Regions from separate parts of the Sus scrofa genome. Here all the other regions are linked to region 1. A link is a contact called in public Hi-C data. All regions are on one chromosome and are shown on one strand. The core of a region is the stretch at or near the end of the contact, and the rest is flanking DNA. Distances in the headings are between cores, read along the strand shown.

The links. Hi-C and Micro-C count contacts between places; a contact is called where the count stands out from the background.
Region 2: a contact with region 1 is called in a Hi-C map of subcutaneous adipose tissue, with 1.6 times the contacts expected there. The contact joins the enhancer-like site here to the promoter of BMP4 in region 1. A contact is called at or near these places in 6 of 47 Hi-C or Micro-C datasets (brain, embryonic fibroblasts, fetal heart ventricle and 3 more) and 1 of 2 datasets of contacts at active chromatin or transcription factors (skeletal muscle).
Region 3: a Hi-C map of liver shows a contact between it and region 1, with 4 times the contacts expected there. The contact joins the promoter of CNIH1 here to the promoter of BMP4 in region 1. A contact is called at or near these places in 1 of 5 promoter capture datasets (liver) and 1 of 47 Hi-C or Micro-C datasets (liver).

Annotation. Positions count from the first base shown.
Region 1 is chr1:183,417,652-183,421,966 of Sscrofa11.1, forward strand. It overlaps BMP4 (bone morphogenetic protein 4), which reads right to left and starts at 1,967. Exons shown (of 3, transcript NM_001101031.2): 1 at 1,819-1,967; 2 at 414-793. The coding sequence starts at 786.
Region 2 is chr1:183,743,587-183,747,907 of Sscrofa11.1, forward strand. The region is part of intron 3 of LOC102167290 (a long non-coding RNA gene); the gene reads right to left. Among named protein-coding and RNA genes, the nearest start is that of CDKN3, 47 kb to the right of the region's middle. Within about 2 kb of position 2,440, at least 44 of the 83 cell types and tissues checked have an H3K27ac peak or open chromatin away from gene starts, as enhancers often do. A contact at or near this core is called in brain, omental adipose tissue, skeletal muscle and 1 more, where this site is marked.
Region 3 is chr1:183,827,501-183,831,786 of Sscrofa11.1, forward strand. CNIH1 (cornichon homolog (Drosophila)) reads right to left here and starts at 1,606. Exons shown (of 5, transcript NM_001243525.1): 1 at 1,491-1,606. The coding sequence starts at 1,571.

The sequences.
Region 1 (4,315 bases), core at 717-3,216:
GATGCTGGTGGATTAATAACTCAGATTTACTTTGGAAAAGAAACATCCGCTAGGAAACATTCAGATCAGATTACAAGGCCCCTATTGAATAAACCTGACAAACACACAGCTGTAATATTAAATTCAGTAGGTGCTTTGGAAAAAAAAATGCGCAGAAAATCTGGCATAAAAGGCTTTGATATCACAGAAGCACACCTCTGGGGCTAGCCAGAGACTTGAGCGGTGTCATTCTCCTCCCAAACCCCTCCCCTCCGTCTCCAAAAAATAAACTGGGCCACAGCTCTGAAAATCCTTGGAGGTGAGCAGCTCGGTTCCCTAGCCTCCTGATCTGGGGCTTTGATGTAACCTGAACTCCTCTCCCCCAGAGCTGCCCTACCGGCCCTCCACAGCCCAGACCCTGAGCTGGGACTGACCTTCGTGGTGGAAGCTTCTCACGGTGTTGGCCCGACTGGCAGGGCGCTCGGGATACTCGAGACCAACGCTGTGGGTCTGCTCTTCCTCCTCCTCCTCTCCAGACTGAAGCCGGTAAAGATCCCGCATGTAATCTGGGATGACGGCGCTCTTGCTAGGCTGCGGGCGGCGACGCAGCCCGAACATCTGCAGAAGTGTAGCCTCGAAGTCCCGAAGGAGCTCATGGCTCTGCCCTGAGCGGCGTCCTCCCGCGTGGCCCTGAATCTCGGCGACTTTTTTCTTCCCCGTCTCAGGTATCAAACTAGCATGGCTCGCGCCTCCTAGCAGGACTTGGCATAATAAAACGACCATCAGCATTCGGTTACCAGGAATCATGGTGTCTCTAGGGAGGGGGAGGAGGTGGAAGGTTAAAGAATAAATAAACACCAATAACTAGAGAAAAATAGAGATGTCTCAGCAAACTCATACAGGGCTAGACAGAGAGGGTCAAGATGTAAAACAGGTCAGAAAGATCAAGTTTGTGTCTTCCCCCTCACACACACCCCACCACCAGCTGCAGCCATGCGCGGCCTGAAAGTAGGAATTGCCCTGTAATTACTTGGTCTAACTTGTTTACAGTCAAATAACCCCAAATCAGATAGCCTCCATCCTGTTAATCTTTTTTTGTCCCAACTGCTATCTGAGCCATGATCTCAGCTTGGCTTTTTCAAGGATAAACAGTTAACATTGAGGAGGTAAAAAAGGATGGGGGAGGGAGAATTAAAATACCATCTCTCTACTCTCCACTTCAGACCTTCAGTCTCTCCCCCCCCTTCCTCCACCCCCCTTCTTCCTCCGCCCTCCGAGCCGACTTCCACAACTTCCAGCTGGTTCGGAGCAGGAGGGAGGGAAAACAGAGAAGCAGGGGCAGGGCGAAGACACCCGGCGGCTGGGTCTGGAAGGTTTATTTTACGGGGGCTGATGAATTTGAAATGCCCAGCAAAAAGCGTTTGATTGAGCCCGCTCACTCACTCCCAGAGAAGGGTGTGTGGGGGGGATGATTCCAAGAGCGACGTCTGAGTTTGACAAGCAGCTGGGAATATGCCACGGGGGCACTGGGTGATCCGCAGTCAAGTGGGAGAAGGGGATGGTAAGCACCCCTGGCTGCGGACTTTTCTTTTTTGCCCCCTTTCGCTCTCCTTCCTTGCAACGCACAGATCAGGAAGAGAGTGGAGCAAGCAGCACTTTAAATAGAACCGGTACGCTCAGAGCGCAGCGGCTGCGGCGCCAAGAAGAAAGCGACAGCGCTGCCAGAAAGCGGAGTGTGGACTCTGGAAGGCAGGTCCGACGGGAGGGACACAAGGCGAGCACGGGTGGGGAGGGCAGAGTGAATTCCCGGGAAGAGGGAAGGAAGAGGTGTCTACTCACTGACAGAAAACAAGGCATATAATAACAGTCCATGATTCTTGACAGCCAATCTTGAACAAACTTGCTGGAAAGGCTCAGAGGAGCTGCGGCAGTGCGTTGCTCTGGATGGCACTACAGAATGGCTCCTAAAATGAATATTTGAATATAATGAGACTGGCGCAGGCTGACTCTGTTTTTCTTCCAGCCCCTCTGAGTCACGTGAATGCAAAGACTCCGCCCCGCGCACCGAAGCGTCCGCCTTCCCCGCAGTGGACCCGCCCCATCTCCGCCCCGCCCCCTCTCTGAGAGGCCAGCCTCCCCGCCTGCTGCCCCAACCACCAGCGTCCGGGAGGAGCTCCCGGCCGAGTCCTCAGCTGGTCCCCGGGTGCAGCTGGCGGAGGACGTGGTCCTCGCCTCTACCTGCAGCCTCCGTCGTGTCGGCCTGATCCCTCCCGCCAGCTGCCTTAGGCGAGAGGATCTGGGGAGCACGGTAGGGGCTTCGCCTTTCAGTGTGAGCCTGGCTCAAGTTGGGCCGGGATTTGGGGGCGGCGGAGTCTCAGCAGCTGAAAGCCGCACCACCCAGGGTCGTTTAAAAAGAAAAGCACTGAAAGACAGATATACACGTGCCGCGCGCACCCACCCCTCTTTCTCCCCAGGATCTCCGAGAGGCCAAAAATTGCTCCCAGCTACAGTCACCCCCTGGCGAACTTCTGCGAGTGTTTAGAGGAATTGAGCAGCCTCTTTAGCTCCCGACCAAAAGCTGAGGACCTGTCATAAGTGGTCGGAGGGGTAGATGGTCAGGCGGTGACCAGTGTGGGAACGTGGTAAGGGAATGGCCGCTGGGCTCTTTCCTCCGGTTCCTTTACGGAGAGAATCTCCACACCACGGCGTGCCCACCGAGCAAAGTAAATCCCCAAAGAAAGCGGTCCTGAGGCCCTTAAAGGCGGAGGGGCGGACTCAAAAGAGAGGCGTCTCCTCGGAAGGGCTCAACACTTGTTTCAGGTCTCCAAGTCTCAGAGGTTTTACAACTCCCGAGCCAGGGCAGAAAGGAAATCACAATGGGTTCCCAGGAGTCCAGAAAACCGTGAACAGCTTTCGGCCTACGCTCGATCTCTGCGTCTGTCTTTCCCCCCACCCCCACCCCAGCTCGTCTTTTTTAAACCACTACTCCTCTCCCGCCACTTCCTCCCCCCCCTTCCTCCTTTGCACCAGCTTCAGAATCTCAGCAAATGCTTCAAGAATTTTACCAACCCACCGCTCAAGGTATTACTGTGATATCCCGACTCTATCCAAAGATGCTGCATGCGTGGATCACTCAATACAGGGTCCTTTCCGAAACCGTGACCCTCGAAACTGAATCTGCCCGGCCTGCGCAGGGGTCACAGTCGCGCGATCCCGGCTGCACAGCACACTGTACCCTGCCGCCCTTTCCTAAGCCTGTTCCCAGTTTCTGCCTTGGGTCTATTCAGAGCTCGAAGGCTCAGGTTCCCGGCCTCACCCAGCAAAACTCGGTTTTATCTTGGGGGCACTTGCAGGAGGGCCTGGAAGAAGTGTGAAGGATCAAACGCTTAGCCCTCCCTCCCGGCCGCGGTTGTCCCGCGCGGCCCTACCCGTCGCTGGCCTGGGTGTGCGCGGGCGCCCCTGCGCGACGATCCTTGCCCGCCCAGAGCTGCCGCCTTTTGAGCGCCTTTAAGTTTTCCCGCTACCGCGCCACCGCTGAGGCTGACTGCGAACGGGTGGGAAGAGCAAAGAGTTTCGTTGAGACGCCTGGAACCCTTAAAATGCACCGGGGTGGGGGGGAAAGCTCCAGAGATGGGAGAAGCAGAGAAGGGCAGCTCCCCGCGGGCGAAGGACAGTGGAAGGGGCGGGCGCCCGCAGTTCCTGGACAATCCTCCGACCCTAGAAATCCCAGGGCTACGGCGGGAGCGCGCTGCGCTAAAACTCAGAGGCGAGGGAAGAGCGGGTTGTTTCAATTTCGGACTCAATAGGATTCGTCTCTAATCACATTTTTTTTTAATTAAAAAAAAAGCTGAAAAGCACTTTCGTCTCCAGCTTTTTTCTTTCTCTCTCTTTCTTTCTTTTTTTTTTTTTTTTTTTTTTTGAGGGGTGGAGATGCAACTCATGGCGACTGTCCTTCACTTCCCTACGAGTTTTCTCCCAACGCCAAAATTTGTTCAGAGGTGACCTCAGTTTACCGAATCTGTTTTTCGGGGTTTTAACATCTCAAAAAGCCTTGAGCTCACAAAACGCGATCCTCAGAAACCTACCACGAAATCGGTGCCCGGGAAGCGTCTGAGGCCATGGGGATGGGTCCGCAAAGATTCGTGAATCCCGGTACCCTTTCGAGTTGGTTTTGGGGCCGGGAGGGTCAGTAAGAGCCACGAGTCCACGACGCATCTCCCCAGTGCCTCCCCAAAGGACACGACACCTCAAGAAGCCGCGTACCCAGAGCAGCTAGCATCCTGGCCTCCCTACAGCCACTACCCGGTGAAATGATAGAGGAGAGGCTCCTTGGATG
Region 2 (4,321 bases), core at 1,190-3,689, 330 kb after region 1:
TATTGCACTCTTCTAGAATTTTTAACTTATTTTTTTTACACGACAAAAATCTCAAATATGTAACATAAGCACATTCTGAGTCATCTTGCTGGTGCCTTACAAGTGAAGCCCACTCTGGGGTGACCAAGCCTGCTTCTGCCTTTCCATAGTATGTGATCCACATATGACTATCTTGTGGTACTTTACATTTAAAAACACTGGTGGATGAATTCCATCATCACAAGGCGCATAGTAATATAGGCATGCAGTGCTCAAAAGAACCTCTGCCATACAGTCTGTATTCCATTTGCAATGTGAACTCATGTGTTGAGTGGTCACTGCCTTTGCACATAACTATCTGCACCACTTTGTTACCATAATAGCAAATGATGCATGAAGATTTCTAGTCCCAATTTCAACATTGAACTAGACACATATTTGATACAGATTTCAACACACTGTAATGTTAGTCTTATTCTTTAGCACAGAAAACACCTCACAATTAACTGATGCCTCATTAAAATTGGTGTTTGAAATTTTATTTTCAGTATATCTTTTTTTTTTTTTGATTTAGGGCAGCTGTGGCATATGGAGATTCATAGGCTAGGGGTCTAATCACCGCTACAGCTGCCCATCTACACCACAGCCACAGCAACACCCGATCTGAGCGGCATCTGCGACCTACACCACAGCTCACTGCAACGCCAGATCCTTAACCCACTGAGCGAGGATAGGGGTCGAACCCACATCCTCATGGATATTAGTCGGGTTCATTACCACTGAGGCACAAAGGGTACTCTAATAAATCTTATTTTTAATATGGAGCCTGACTTTCCTAAACTAACAAAGCCTTGAAGTTACGAATCTTTTCCTACAACTCACTTGCATGTACAGAAATTCTCTGAACTAGCATCACTGAAGTTAAAAAGACAAATTAAATACAGGACTGGATCTCAAGTTGGTATTTCTACTGTGAATAAGAGATGTGGGCTTTAGCAAAATGACACCATCCACACTATTTGATTAATTTTTTGAATAGTATTGATTTTGTAAGCATATCCAACTTTACATGTATATAGAGTATAATGATAGAAAGGGTGGAAGTCAACACCAGGGATGCACGTAGACAATGTTGTCCCTTTAAAAGAGGTCTGTACATTTCTCGGTTTGAGAGGCACGAGTCTGGAGCTCTATTCCTGGAATGCTCCCCCTCATGTAAGAAGTAGTAGGGCAGGTCAAACCAATTAAGTGTTCCTAAAAACAGAGCTCACCAAATACCATGGCTGCAGAGTAACAACAACCAAGGGCCAGCCAGCAGCTTAGAGTGGTGCACGGAGAGGAATGACCTCGGGGACACCAAGTTAAAAGCTCGTATTTCACCTCCCCAATGGCGTTCTTTCCTTTCACGCTGCGCCCTCTATCGCAGGCGTGGAGAACATCGCTCCCTGCTCCCAGGGGTGAGCTCTCTCCTCCAGCCTCTGGGCCAGATTGCTGCCAAATGAGCTGTCAGGCATTCCCCTGGGATCGTCAGACATTTGCCCTGAGATCTATAATACAATTTGACCTTCTTTCTGCTGAGGCAAATACACCACCTGTCACCTCTGAAAACTGAGCCTTAGAGTCAAGCACATCTGGAATCAGCCTATAAACGTGGTGCTGAGATTAATGTTGAACAAGAAGAAAGGCTAAGGTATTCCGCCACCGATTTCCACTTACTGACAATTCCCACTCAGCAGCAATGTTCGGCTTCCACATGTGGACACCTGAACACTTCCCCGTTAGCAGCAGTGCACTTAGATTAGCCAAAAACAAGCTTCAGAATATCCTCAAATACATTTTAGCTTCGAGTGAACCCCCTGTGTGGTGTTTCATTATCTGTATCCTCCACAGGCGGAATCAGAAGTGATGAAGGGAGATTCTCAAATGTTCAGCTGCCCAGAGGAGCAAGGCATGCTCACACCGCAGCTTCGGCGCATGTGGAGACGCCCCAGTGTTTGCCTCTTATCACTATGGGCACAGAGAAATGGGGGCCAGAAACTGACATCCTAGAAACTCATCAACGCACAGGAAATGTTCAAAGCTGCCATTTTCCCCCAGAAAGGTTACACTTTCAAGAAACCAAGAGGAGAAAGAGAAGCATGAAAGGATCTTGCCTTGAAGCTAAGTGAAGTACACCTACATTTGATGAAAGGATAAGTAATGCCATATAAAATCATGATCTCCCTATTAACATCTGGAAATGAGCCTGGTATGTCTTGAGTATTGAGTTCAAAATGTGGATCATCCATAACCCTAGTTATCCAACCACCATGTTGGCCCTGATTCCAGAGGTGAAACGCCCTGATGAGAACAAGGAAGGCTGCTTCACATTCAATGAGAATGCGTTTCATTTTGCACCTCAGCCTAACTTGGTAGGCTCCACATCTGCGCATGCGCAGGCGAGGCGCCTCTCAGTCACAGCTCCTGTGGTGTGCTGTGTGCCAGGATTTAGCGGCACAATGTGATCCTATCGTAAACATCCTGGCCCTCCTCACTTTACCTCTGAAACCAATTTCTGTGACTACCGCTGCTTTCTCTGCAGCTTTATCGGCCTCTTCTCCCCTTCCGACCGTGGATCTGATCTCCTGCCACACATTCCTGTGTTTAGACTGCCTGGCTGAGGGCATTTCCCCTCGCCGCTTAACGAACAGGTTTCCGTAGTCTTTGGATTTGTTTTTTGTTTGTTTCTGACACAAGGCTGAGTGCACAGCTTTCGGGGAAGTTTCGAGTTGTTTCAGGGAGTTCCTGGTTTTGGCAGGGAATTAAGCTTCCTGTGTTTCTCGAGGTGAGTGCCCCCAAAGTTAACGTATGATCGGCTGAATCACAAACAACTCTGCCTCCCTTGAGAAACTGGCCTTCAAAGACGATTTTATTGTGTGCCTGTATATTTGATAAGCGTGATCAAGGAAGAAACTAGAAGTCCTGCAAATCTTTTTCATGTCATTTTTCATGCCCTTGCCTCAACTTCATTCCATCAGAAGTCCTCTGTTAGATAGCGCTTACCAATGTCCTCTTTTTGCAAACAACGATTAGGACTTTAACCTGTAACTGAATATAAGACAGTAATCAATAATCCTATTGTAATGTTTCTCCATTTTCATCTTTCTCCCTGGGTTTTCCACTCACATGTGGAATTTAAATACATGAACAAATATTCCTACACACCTCCCAAAGCCAGCTTTCCTTTATCATCTTCCTCCAAGAGGTGGAACACTATATCCTGTAAACAAGGTTGGTAAGGGCATATCTGAGCCAACCTTTTCTTTGGCTGCCTTTCAAAAAAGTTGTTTAAAACAAGATATGTTCTTGAACTGGAAAAAGGAATTACACATGATAACCTTAGAAAGCAGCTACTTGCTTTGCCCAGCTAATATTACTGCACAAACGAAGGCACTGAGCACTCTCTTCAGTTACAGGACAGAGGCATGTCACCAAAATGACTACATCAAGGCAAAACTAATTTCACTGGGACATGACCATATCAAAATGTTATGCTGAGTATGACTATAAAGTTGGTATAATTAACAAACACTTAATGAGTATACAGATAATTATGAAAAGGATAGTATTCTATGAAACAACAAGTGATTCAAGGTATTGGCCCTTAGCCTCACAAACTGATTTCTAACAATAGCACCTGCTCCAGCCATCACCTTTACAGTTTTTTTAATTAAGTTGAAATGCATAATTTTGTTGCATTTGCAGTCCTTTTTTTGTTTTGTTTTGTTTTTTGTTGGTTTTTTTTTTTTTTTTTTTTTTTTTTTTTGGTCTTTTTGCTATTTCTTTGGGCTGCTCCCACGGCATATGGAGGTTCCCGGGCTAGGGGTCGAATCGGAGCTGTAGTCACCAGCCTATGCCAGAGACACAGCAACGCTGGATCCGAGCCACGTCTGCAACCCACACCACAGCTCACAGCAACGCCAGATCGTTAACGCACTGAGCAAGGGCAGGGACCGAACCCGCAACCTCATGGTTCCTAGTCGGATTCGTTAACCACTGCGCCACGACGGGAACTCCTGCAGTCCTTTTTTAAATTGAAGTATATTTGATTTACAATATTGTGTTCGTTTCAGATGCATAGTATAGTGATTCAGTATTTTTGCAGATTTATACTCCATTCTTCTCTAGTCTTAATGAACTGTCCTGAGTCACTCACACCATTCCTCCACTCTCCAAACAATGACCATCTTTGTAAGAGGGTAGCCTGTGCCATTGAAACACATTTTTCTCTAGGCACAGCTACCTAGAACCATTAACCACTGACACCCTAACACCAGATTTAGCTAGCTAAACCAACCCGGTC
Region 3 (4,286 bases), core at 356-2,855, 410 kb after region 1:
CTACAGACGGCAAGGAACCACACATTTCAGTTTCATCAGAGGCTTATTAAGGCAGAGCTAGTTTGCATCCCCAATTATCTTATTGTCTTTATTCCACCAAAGAAGAGCCTAAAATGCTCAAGTTATTAGTTCCTACTGACAAGCATTTTGAGGGAGCAGTTACTTAACAGCCCACATAAGCATTCCCCACCACACAAACAGTGCAGTTTTAAATAATTATAAATGTAATCATACTCTTTAGCAAAAGGGAATGGATTTGAGTGTTTTTTTTTGCACAAGATGCTGCTGTCATTTAAATCACTCTGCCTATGTTCCATTAACAAATCCTTGTTATGGGCATGATGAAACCTGACTTAAAATGTTCATGAGCGTGAACATGCTCAATCATTCAAATTAAGACCAATATTCCAGAAAGTAGTAGAATATGGAGGGCAGAACAAATGTAAGATACATTTTTTTTTTCCCACTGTACAGCAAGGGGGTCAGGTTATCCTTACATGTATACATTACAATTATATTTTTCCCCCGTAAGATACATTTTTTAATGAATGATTTCCAAAAGGTTACTTCTAACTTTGCGTTAGAGAAACAGGATCCCTTAAACATTTATTGTAGAACTATTTCACAGGGAATTTACTTGTTCCCAGTAAGGTTGCATTTCTGTCCTGCAACATAACGTGAGTTTAAAAAATAAATAAAACAAAAGTCCTAGAGAAGCTTACGGTTTCTGAACGTTTTCAAAATCAAATTAAAACTACCTCTACTAAATCAAGTTACTCCGAATACAGAAGTGGCTAGGAAAAAGGTCTTTCGAGAAACTGTCAAAGTATGATTTAGGGGGAAAGTTCGGTGATGCAGAGAACAAAGTGATCAATTCAACCTCCATCCAAGTTCACCAGGAAACAAGAATCTGGGGGCGGAGAGAGGGGATGTTTTGCTGGAAGAGCACCCAAGTGCTGACAAGGAGAGTTCGAAATTTATCTAAAGTGGGTTGTAAGTATCTCACTTGGGCCATACTCCCGTGAATTCCCGAAAACAAAGGCAACCGGCATTAAATAACAATAATTCGGCAAGCTTCATCCCCTCTAAATACGTAGCACGCCTCTCCGCGCTCTTGACATTCTCCCGAGAGATGTGGGAAAGCAGGGATGCCGAGCCGGCCAGCAAAGCACTGTCCCGCAGGGCCCGTAGGGACCGCGGCTGCCCCACCCGGCGGGGAAGGAGTAACGGCGCGCGAGGCCTGCGCTGGGACACAGAGGGCGCAGGCAGCCAGCCAAACAACAGAGGCCTCGGCTCCTCCTGGACCTGGAGCCCCCGGCCCGCGGACGGAGGGCGCGCAGACCCCTGCGCGCGCGGCCTGTACCGCCCCGGCCTGGCCCCATCCCCAGCCGTGCGGACCTCCGGGGGCCGTGGCCGCCCCGACCACGGGCCCGGAGCGAGAAGAGCCTGCGCCGCCACCCCGCCCCCTTCCCCCGGCACTGGCTACTCACGTGCCAAATGGCGAAGAAGATGAGCGCTGCAGTAAGCAGCAGCGCCAGCATGTAACAGAAGGCCGCGAACGTGAACGCCATGGCCGGGGAGGAGCAGGGAGCAGCGCCGGCGCCAGCGGAGAAAAGCGGCGCAGGGCCCTCTGGGTAAAACCATTCACTTCCCGCGGCCACAGCCCTCACCGCCGCCGCCGCTGCCGCCGCCACCGCCGCGGCGCCCGCCCTCCTAGTGCGCTTGCGCACCAGCTTCGGAGGAAGGCGCCCTCCGATGGCCGGAGTCGGCCTTGCACAGTGTTAGACAGGGTCCACCTAACCCTAACCCTAACCCCAACCCTAAAAGATTAAAATATAGCGAGTTGATTTCTTTGGACTACTTCGCTCGTTTATTCTTTGAACAAGTATTTCTTCACAAGAGTGCCTAATATTTCCCAGGTACTGTCCTTCTCTGAGATACAAAGATGAGTAAAATAATACTTGCACTGAAAGAAGTTAGCATAGTGCCAGAAATTAATACATAAATAATAAGTCATTACAGAATTATAACCCTGTTAACGGAAGTCGGCAGCATGTTATGAAAGGTTTGAAAAGGCTACCCAGCCCACCCTGGAATGTTCAGGGAAAGATCCATGAAGTAGAAATTTCCCAAGCTGAGCAGAAGTTGTCCAGGCAAAGATAGGTAGGATCAGCTGTCCAAGAAGAAGGTTTAATATGAGCATATGCACAGAGATGAAGAAGAAAAAAGTTCAGGTCTTAGGTGAAACCGCCAAGGCAGTGTGGAGTGTTAGACTCCAGGAGTCATCAAAGGTTTAGATCATAGAGGGCTTTGCTTAAATGCCTGGTTAAGGAGCTCAGACTTCATATCCCATAAGCCCATGTTTTTCAATCTGTTTTACTCACCATTCGCAATTAGACTTTTTCATTGCAACACAGCAGAACATGACCTACACATTGAATTATAGAGAGATGGGCATCTGGATATCAAGACAAAGAAATAGATATTTAACAATCAAAAATTTCACAAGACAGGAGTTCCCATTGTGGCTCAGTGTGTTAAGAACCTGACTAGTATCCATGAGGATGCAGGCTGGATCCCTGGCAGGATCCATCGTTACCGTGAGCTGATGTCGCTTGGATCCTGCATTGCCGTGACTGTGGTGTGGGCCGACAGCTGCAGCTCCAATTCGACCCCTAACCTGGGAACTTCCATATGCCTAGGGGGCGACACTAAAAAGATGAAAAAAAAAATTTTTTTTTTCACAAAACAATGCTAAGGATCCATGAGTACTTGCCCCCCATCCTTTTTTGCTGTGTTGTTTTTAATGTTCTTTGTGACCCACAAAATTGACTCACCACCTGCTAAATGATTGTAGCTGATGGAAGCGGAAATCAGTGAAGGTTTTTAAGCAAGATCTTTAATGGCTTTGCATTAAAGATCTCTCACACCAGCAAATTGTGTAGAAAATGGTTTAGAAGCAGAGTCTTTCCAGGACTGTCCAACAGAACTTTCTGCAATAGTGGAAATTTTCCTTTTTTTTTTTTTTTTTTTTTTTTTTTTTTAGTCTTTCTGCTATTTCCTGGGCTGCTCCTGTGGCACATGGAGGTTCCCAGGCTAGGGGTCGAATCGGAGCTGTAGCCCCCGGGCTACGCCAGAGACACAACAACGCAGGATCCGAGCCACGTCTGCAACCTACACCACAGCTCACGGCAACACAGTATCTTTAACCCACTGAGTAAGGCCAGGGATCGAACCCGCAACCTCATGGTTCCTAGTCAGATTCATTAACCACTGAGCCACGACGGGAACTCCAATAGTGGAAATATTTTTTTATCAGCACTGTTCAGTATAGTAGCCAAAAGTCACATGTGGCTATTGAGCTCTTGTAATGTGGTTAGTATGACTGAGGAACTGAACTCAGTAGTATTAGCTGCTGCATTGCAAGTGCAGCTTTTTTTCTGCCTTTTTTTTTTTTTTTTTTTTTTGGCTACTCTTTTTTTCAATCAATTAAAATTTATAGAGCTACATGTGGCTAGTGGCTACTGGCTTAGATAGCACAGGTCTATACCTTCAAAATTATGGGCAACTTTATACAAATTACAAAAGTATCTCTCCAGATAAACAGAGCTCTGCACCAGGACACAAGAATGCAGATAATACTTCACTGCCTCCTCCCCACTAACCTCCTTGGCCAGTCAGCCCTTGCAGTGTGCATAATCTGCCCAGTGATACAGAATGACCCTGATTAATGAGGTGTGAAATTGGGAGCAAGGAGCCCATAGCAATAATCCAGGTAAAAGTTGCTGTGGCTCTGACTAAAGCTGTGGAAGCTGGAATATATTTGATAATGTTTAGGAGCTAAGCTCTGCAGGACTTGATTGACTGGAAGCAGTGGCTAGAGAAAGGAAGATGTCAAAGAAGATGTACTGAGTACTGTAGGCCGCAGAGTGTGGCAAATACAGCATTGGGCAATGTTTGTCCAGAAGAACTCATAAACTAATGAAGGCAGATGCAGTTTCCTGGTGTCAGGGAAACAAGAGTTTGCAAGGAATTGTCCCAGCCAAACCATTAGATCCAGTCACCTTCTTATAAATGAATCCCATCTACACTTTGGAGAATGATGTTTCATCATCCTGTACCTCTAAGTCCCACGTTTTGGCAACATGTTATTCTCCAGCTTCACTTGTATGAAAAACTAATGAACAGAAACCTCAATTAAATAGGGTCAGGAGTCTAGAATGTGGAACTCTCACACCCTCTGATGATAACAAAGCCCAACAGGAAGAAGAAAGTCCTTTCCTGGC